2 separate regions of the Gasterosteus aculeatus genome follow, and region 1 is linked to region 2. The links are chromatin contacts, called in public Hi-C maps. All regions are on one chromosome and are shown on one strand. The core of a region is the stretch at or near the end of the contact, and the rest is flanking DNA. Distances in the headings are between cores, read along the strand shown. Region 1 overlaps fbxw4 (F-box and WD repeat domain containing 4). Region 2 overlaps slc2a15a (solute carrier family 2 member 15a).

Evidence for each region. A called contact is a pair of places that touch in the nucleus more often than the background predicts.
Region 1: a Hi-C map of skeletal muscle shows a contact between it and region 2, with 2.2 times the contacts expected there. The contact joins two enhancer-like sites. A contact is called at or near these places in 2 of 6 Hi-C or Micro-C datasets (liver and skeletal muscle).

Annotation. Positions count from the first base shown.
Region 1 is chr6:3,738,512-3,742,882 of fGasAcu3.hap1.1, forward strand. It overlaps fbxw4 (F-box and WD repeat domain containing 4), which reads left to right. Exons shown (of 10, transcript XR_005712397.2): 7 at 3,891-4,031. Among protein-coding and RNA genes, the nearest start is that of wbp1la, 17 kb to the right of the region's middle. Within about 2 kb of position 2,215, at least 1 of the 9 cell types and tissues checked has open chromatin away from gene starts, as enhancers often do.
Region 2 is chr6:3,671,228-3,675,022 of fGasAcu3.hap1.1, forward strand. slc2a15a (solute carrier family 2 member 15a) reads left to right here. Exons shown (of 12, transcript XM_040178823.2): 12 at 1-784. Among protein-coding and RNA genes, the nearest start is that of fgf8a, 22 kb to the right of the region's middle. Within about 2 kb of position 1,699, at least 3 of the 9 cell types and tissues checked have open chromatin away from gene starts, as enhancers often do.

The DNA.
Region 1 (4,371 bases), core at 965-3,464, 68 kb after region 2:
TAGACCCTGTATGTCACACAGCCAGCAGCCACCTCATAACAATCACTAAGTCAGCGCCCCCACCCCCCCCCCCCCCCCCCCCCACCTCAGCAGGGCCACCAGTCTGCCCAGCTCACAAACTACAATGATTCTCTAGATTTACATTCAAATCTTTAGCATTTTTACATGAGGCTTAAAGGATCATTCTCATTAGATTACACTCGGTCCTCTTTTCTTTATAGTTTACCTTTGTGAGTTTCTCTTACAATGACATTTTGAAAACCATCACAATTAAATAACCTAGTATTACTTTTATATAGTAGAAAATACTCCAATTCCTGCTCAGTTTGACTCTAAATGGTCATTATATTTACTAAATGATCATCATGCTGTCATGTTTACAATGTTTACTATGTGAATAAATCAAAAGAGAAGTATTCATATTTTCCCATAGACTTCTATACAATCTGACTTATTTTGTTCTCCTGAGCATTCGCCCTCTGCTGGCCAGTGCGGGAATGCAAAGTTTAAGACACTTCCACATTGACTTCACTCGGCAGAACTTTCAACATAACAATATCGTCACAAAATCAGACGTTTGATTTTGTGATGATATTGTTATGTTGAACGTTCTGCCAAGTGAAGTCAATGTGGAAGTGTCTTAAACTTTGCATTACATAGGGGGATCGACAGCTCTGTTGTCTCAATTGATAACAAACAAATACCAACAAAAGTGTCTCTTGAATTCAGATTTCATATACAAAGCATACCTTAAGAGGTCACAGGAACACAGGTTAATAGACGTTGTAGTTATTAGAAGGTTGAGGCTTTGGCACAAAGCTCACAAGATCCGGCACAGAGTAATGTAATTCAATTCTGATAAGAAACCAGTGTTATGTTACATTATTCAACTTTGTTATTAAGACAGTTTCATGCAAATTAGTTCATAATTAAGCGAGTTACAGTCGAGGAAGTCTGCATCTCTCAATACACTACACAAATGTTTGTTTACTGGCTGATCTTACTGCTAATTGTACAGCTGATCTTACCGCCAAATCTAGTGTTAGACAGCTAAGAAATACTTTAATAAGTAATGATAATTTGCATAATAATTACTAATAATCATGAACGGGGGGTTGAGAATTAGTATAAAGTAGCAAATGGAGCAGACACCATTCAGCAGCCTGCCAACTACTACTTAACTTCCTAATAACAACAAGAGGAATGCTCCTTCATGTCTTTGAAACCCATGAAAGGTGTGCACCATTACAACGGATCCAAATTGATTGAGTTGTTGTAATGTGCTGTTACGAGGTTGGAGCCATTTCACTTGTTTATGCTTCCAACATAATCTACATGCTGTATAACATCTCTACATTTTTCCCTCCGAGGTGGGATTAATGAGTTAAACAGCAACGCGGGCTGCCTCACAGCCTGTGTTGTTCTTGCAGAGTTCATCTCCTGCGCTTTGAGGATGTGACTCAGCCAATCCGCTGTGTTTTTAGAGGCTGCTTCAGCCCAGAGCCCGGGATTCCACAGTTCTGGACCCAGACGGGCCATGAGAGAAGATGGTCGGATCAGACACATCGCGCCGCATGCTCACTGACAGATACAGTTATTTTGACAGAGTACACGCTCATGCCTCCATCCTGTAATCACACGCGGCCTCATAAAAGCCAGCGACCTACCAATTTGGGAATCCCTGCTGTTTTTGCACTGTGATACAGCTCGTTTGCATGGTGCTATTACCGGCTTTAAGATCCCCGCGCAGATGTCGGGTCCATTTTATGGAAGCCCGGCTTTCATTTTTCTTTCACATTTGGGTGTCTGTAACTGTTTTTGACTGTTTTTTGTTTCAGAGCTGATTATAACTCTCTTGTTTGAAGGCTTTCCAAGGTTAGGGGGGGTTATGAATTCATGACCTCTTTTTAGTTGGAGTGGCCCGTGCTGTGATGGAGACATCATTATTTAGTTATGAATGAACCGGCTCGTATCCCTTTGGCTTGAATGGGTTTCTTTTTGTGTGGCATGCGCTAAGCTCCTTGGTTTTAGTGGTAAGAGGAAAATGAGGGGTCACTACCCCACACAGACGCAAACTCAGCCTCATCACAGATTCCCCATTGGCTCGGGCTTAGTTATGAGACCCTGGCAATGAGAAAGCTCTCACCCAATAAGGTGCCCTGTGGGGAAAGCCCTGGTCCAATAAGAAGGCCCCCCTGGGGTAACACTGGGGGATTACCAGCCTGAGCCTGCGGATTGAGCTCTAGGGCGAGGGAAGGGGGGCACGAGTCGCAGCGCGGGGGCTACTCGGTCGCCAAGGCCGGCGGCCTCCTTTAAATGGTTGCTATGGAGCAGGTATCAAAAGTGTGAGAGTCGCACACAGTCACGGTCATGGAGGGTATTAAGTGGCAACAAAGAGACAGTTATTCTGCAATAATCCGCCCTGCTGAGTGCAAGTTATTCTTCAATAATCAAGAGGCGAGGAGCAGGCGGGACAGAGCTGTGATCACAGAAGCATAGTGCTACACGGGGCTTGACTAGCACACACACACAGGTCACACCACATCAACATAGGCACACCAACTTTATTTATCACTTGTACATAGCCCCAGTCCCACACTCACTAACCCAGGCTTGGCCTTGTCGCTGTGGCTCCAAGTTAACACATTCTTGATGAGAATGTTGCAAAAAATCAAACAGGATAGCAATGATATTAATAACTACATTGCACCAGCCAAGGCCAATCTACTCCTCACCCATGCTTAAAATTTCTGCCCACTGTCATGGGAATCAGACCAGTAATTGTTTGGGTAATCCAGACAAACAGACAAACAGTTTTGTCTGTGCCTCTGTAACATAACCGTGGTGGCTCCAGCTGTCCGTCAACTTGAACAATAACGACATGTTATTATGACATTGTGGATATTTTAAGGATTTGACAGTTCAATGGTGAGATTATATGCATTTGCTTCAATTGAATTAACTGGATTAGACAACAACAAGGGTCTTCCAAAGCGAGTCCCACGTCACAGATTCCACTTGTGATCTTCAAGCAGAGCATCTTCAGGCAGGCAGCTCTGTTGGCTTGATCAGTACTCGCCGAGGAGGGTTTGCATTCGGGATGAGAGTCAAGGACGCGATGGCTAATTTGTTGTCCGGCTTTGGAAGCTAGTTTCTGCTGCGATTTATTTTACGTATCTTGCGGTCTTGTCTATGTGGACGATTGGATTGGTGAGTTGTCAGCACTGATGGCGGCGTGGTAAGGGTGCGATGTGGTGCACAACTACCAGTCGATTTATGGCTAGTAGGAGACCGCCCGGTGCCCACAGTAGGAGTGATGGGTTCTGTAGCTCGTCTTGATGGGAACGCAGGAGCTGGTAGATGGATGTACCCTCCGTGGTCAGGCGAGATACCAAGCCATAATTATATTTCCTTCATAGATCAGCATTAGTTTAATATATTGTAAAGAAGCTTAGTCAGGGTGTTGGATTTTAATTGAAACCAAATGTATTTTTAGTTCAGAGCCTGTAATTTAAAGTGAGTTTTTTATTTGTTGTCATTATTATCTACTCAAGATCTTCCTCATTTTTTGTGTTTGGGTTTGTTAGTAAATAGTTTAATGAAATCCTAAGTAAAAAGGTAGAAATGAGACAACTGGACTAACTATGTACCTTATGATTTGTGAGATGAGTTAAATAAATGTGTGTTCTATATCAAATGTAATACATTTTAAATGCGGCAGTAGTTTATTTGTATTATTTATTTCTCTGTCCATTTTTATAACAATATTGTCTCATATATTCTTTTATTCTTGATCTCATATGTTTTTTCCGGATGCATGGCAATGATCATATGCCACACTTCCAGATTTCACATGTTCACGTTGTCTTTGCCCCGCCCTCCTCCACCAGATCCGAGTGTGTCTGCAGCCTGGGCTTAGAGTTCCGTCGAGGGGCCGGTGTGCTGGACATGGTGTTCGAGTCTCCGTTCCAGCTCCTCACCTGCGGCTACGATACCTTCATCCGCCTGTGGGACCTGCGACTCAGCCCACGGTACTCCACCATGGTGGTCCCACGTAGGGTCTGTTTGTTAAATAGTGACACCTACAGTGTGTCAGCTGTACAGAGCTCTAGACCTTTACCACACCACGATCAACTTCAAATCTTCCATAAAGGACACTTATTATGGGAATTTGGGGTCTCAACACTGGATATTGGGGGGAATTTACGTCCTACCACAGCTATAAAGCCAAATTGTAACAATATATTTGATGAAAAACACAGTAAAGTGGGTCGAATGTCATTAATGTTTTAGATGGCATTGTCAGTGTGGTACGAAAGTGATGCAGCAGGTGGACTCTGCTGATGAGTCAGCCCTGAAAACAGTTGTGAA
Region 2 (3,795 bases), core at 449-2,948:
TGATAAAATGTGCATTGCTGTACAATGGTGCCTTTGTCCATTGTTTGAACCTTCGCAGTGCTTAAGTCTCACATCAGTGTCCCATAAAATAAATGTTACCGGAGCTTGTGTGAACCTTTTGAAATAATGTTTATCTTTTGTATATTGCAGTAAAAGAAATATCTTTCATGTGGAACCTCAATATGTTTGCATGTTTTGACTGTCCATTCATAGGGCCATATCACTTAACACAAGTATCAGAGTACTGTCTGAGCTGTACATTAAAATGTGCTGAAATGATTATTGTACAAACAGAAAATGTTTTTGTTTGAATAATTGGAACTATATTTAAGATATTTTGAATTATTTAAAGACGAAAACACAAATGAAATATAGTAATACTGTGTCCTTGTCTGTTTTAACAACTACCGGCTTAGCATTCCTCCAGTGGCAATATGATGGGAGTCATATCCAGCTCTGGGTATTCTGTACAGTTACAATGATAGACATTATCATTAATTATATTGTTAACATTATTTCCCTTGCCCTGGTCAGCTTCACCTGTTCCCAATCACCCCCCTCCTCCCTTGACCTGTTTTCTCCCCTTCGTTTGTGTCCTCGTCTTAGCACCTCTGTGTTTAACGCTACAGTCTTTTCTCCCTGTTACATTGTTTTATGACTATCTTTTCCCGGACTTTTATTTGTACCCACCTCTGTTTGATGTAAAAAAAAGGTGTCCTGCATATTTTGTAGTACCTGCTTTTCTTCTCTTCATTGTCTGTTATAAAGTCGGATATGAATAATATGTTTGGTACGGTTGACTTTGGAGTCGAGTGTTTTTAGTGTTTTATACAGCGTATCAAAAAAAGCCAACCTGAGGCTTTATTTAAGACAATTACACACACAACCCTATACATCTATCTTTATGAGGACAATAACTTAAGTTGACCTCAACAACACTTACAATGGCAATTGGTTTAAAGAGCTCTTCGAAGAAGTGTGCTTTCAAAACACACTTGTCCTCCCGTCCTTCTAGATAGAATTTTAAATACAGACACCTACACGCACACACACACAGACACACTCACAAACCACGTTAGTCATTGTTGCCCAAACCAAAGCCAATCCACTCCTGACCCTGAGTGGTCAGAAAGAGAACTACCCAACCAATCCCAGTGTAACAACGATACACTTGTACAGTGTGAATAGTGTTGCATAGACAGTGGTGACTTGTGGGATCGTGCCACCTTGTTGCGTGTGAACGCAGAATGATTTTGAGGTTTATCGCGACTTGAGCTGATTCTGTGTAATACAGATTAGTATGCTCCTTCAATCTATACTACTATGTTACCCCTTGCACTCCCCCGTCCCCTGCTCTCTCACTCACACACACCAACCCACACATCCCAGCATTGTAATTAATGGCAGCGCCTCTGTCACTAATAAGCATTCTTGTGATCTTTAATGTAGTGTGCTCCCCTCCGCTCATGCAAGTCTTTCCCTGTGTATGCGTGTGTGTGTGTGTGTGTGTGTGTGTGTGTGTGTGTTAGTTTGTGTGTGCGCGTGTCTTAGTGTACCTTGCCAAGTGGCTGTCAGCGGGGCTGATGGCATCGCAGCAGGAAGGCACAGGAAATTGACAAATGTCTGTTATCATGGAACAAGGCCGGTGACAGATAGAGGGGCGACAACATTACTGGGTAATGAAACCAGATGGTTAATCCAGCTGAACCAGTTCCACTACAGCCATTCACAGCTGCTCTAATTTAAACCACAGAGGAAGAACAGAACAGAGGGCGGAGGACGAAGGTATACAAATATTACAGCTGAGTGTGTAACAAAAGCTGCAGCATGGCGAGTGGTACCTGCTCATGAGCCTGTGATATTCAGCCTGTGAGGCAGTCCAAAAGGGTTTTATTTTTAAACTGGGCAAATGACAACATTAACATTAACAGGATGGGTTCACCTTTAGAAAAAACACAAGCAGATGCACATGGGAGGTCAGAATGCAGAGAAAATGAGGCTCAGAGGATGGAGGCCAATAAAGTTATGTTCATTTAACCTCTGAAAATGTGTGCTGGACTTCCACCTTAAAAACTACCATCATTCCCCCTTCAAACTACAAAAACAGTTTTTGTGTTTCCCTGTCACATGTGAATTTTTCTCTGACTTTTTCCTCCCTCGCTCCTCCCTCTCGGGCTGTTGGTGGTGGCCGTGTAAATGCTCTGGCAGGTAGCCGATGAATGTGGCACTTCTCTGCTACAGGCCGTAAGTGTTTTATCACAGAGAGCATTACGACTCGGCCGGCCCATTCTTTATGCTGTAGCACTGCCACACAGACAGACACAGGAGTCATTGAAATGCTGCTGCTTTTATTTAGCACTTCCTTCTCTGCTCGTACATACTGTAGGGACGGTTGTACTATAAACCTTAAAGGTCACAAGATGATTAAAATGATTGGAAAATACGCTTTTCAAACTTTTCTCCAAATAGTTTTTTCTTACAGCAAGCCAAAATGGGAACCTTTGACTGTCTGAACGTCCACTTCAAAGCACTTACAAGGAGGTTGAACGGCCCTCAGTAATAGGAGTGCCTATTTCTAATAAAGTCATCTACCTAAAAACAAGGAAAAACAGTATATCATCATCTGATGAACAGTATAAATGCAGCAGTATTATTGCTTATTGCGTAGTAATTATTTTGCCTAACAGCTGAAGACAATGTGTCAGCAGTCAAATACATCTTATTTAAATATCCTATTATTACATATCACAAATTGGCCAGCACACAACTGTTTCAGATGAGATCGAACTCCCCACATAAAATTCAGAGAAAGCTCAGGAACAAGGTCGGACATGCAATAAATATTATGCATACAGAATATACCAACAAAGTAAATGAACACAGTAAACAATATAAGGGAGAAATAGTTTTGTCCGATCTTTGTTGATCTGTGCCTTAAGAGATGAATGTTTGACACACAGTACATTTTTGTCTACTGGTACGGTACTGTACTGTACTACATGCAGTTTAACCTACAATATTTTACAGTATAGAAATATTTGAAAGCAGAAATGATTTAATAATAAATCAGTTAAACAGTAGAAACATAGCATTGAGGCTTGTAATATGGAATTGGCAATGGCAATGTTGTGGTAAAAGCCAGTTGTTGTTTTGTTTGTTGGGTCAATGACTGGCGATTTAATAAGGAAGCAAAAATCCATTTACCATTTCGGTAGCTGCATAAGTTGTAGGGGACTTTGCTGACTTACAGTAATAGTGATATGGATATTGATTATGGATACATGGATATAACAGCTTGTTGCATTTCCACCATACTGACCTGTTTTGTGTCTTTCAACCATTGTACGATTGTATGAGAGAATGTATGAAATAAATATTTTCATTTGGGCCATGTGCAAAACAGGATGCAGTGCGTAACTCAGAACTTAAACTAAATCACAACTAATAAAGGTCTACCATACTGCCACAGGTCAGGTGTGAGGTGGGACCGGCTGTTGTCCCAGTATCACTCCACCAGAGATGGGGCGGCTGGTGTTGGTAGTTGGGGGTCCTAGGCCTGTTTTAAATGTAAATCACCACTACCTTGCCCCGGGGGCCACAGACACGGCCACAGATGTCAGTATGCTAACGCAGGACAGCCAATAAGCATCCAAGGCCGCTCCCAGAGCTGATGCTGGTTTCTGCCGATCGCTCCGCTACTCACATGTTTATTCCTCCACATCATTAAAGGCAGTCAAATGTTGATTGTGGCCTTTCAACCCTCAATATGTATGTGTTAGGGCGTTTCTTCCACTT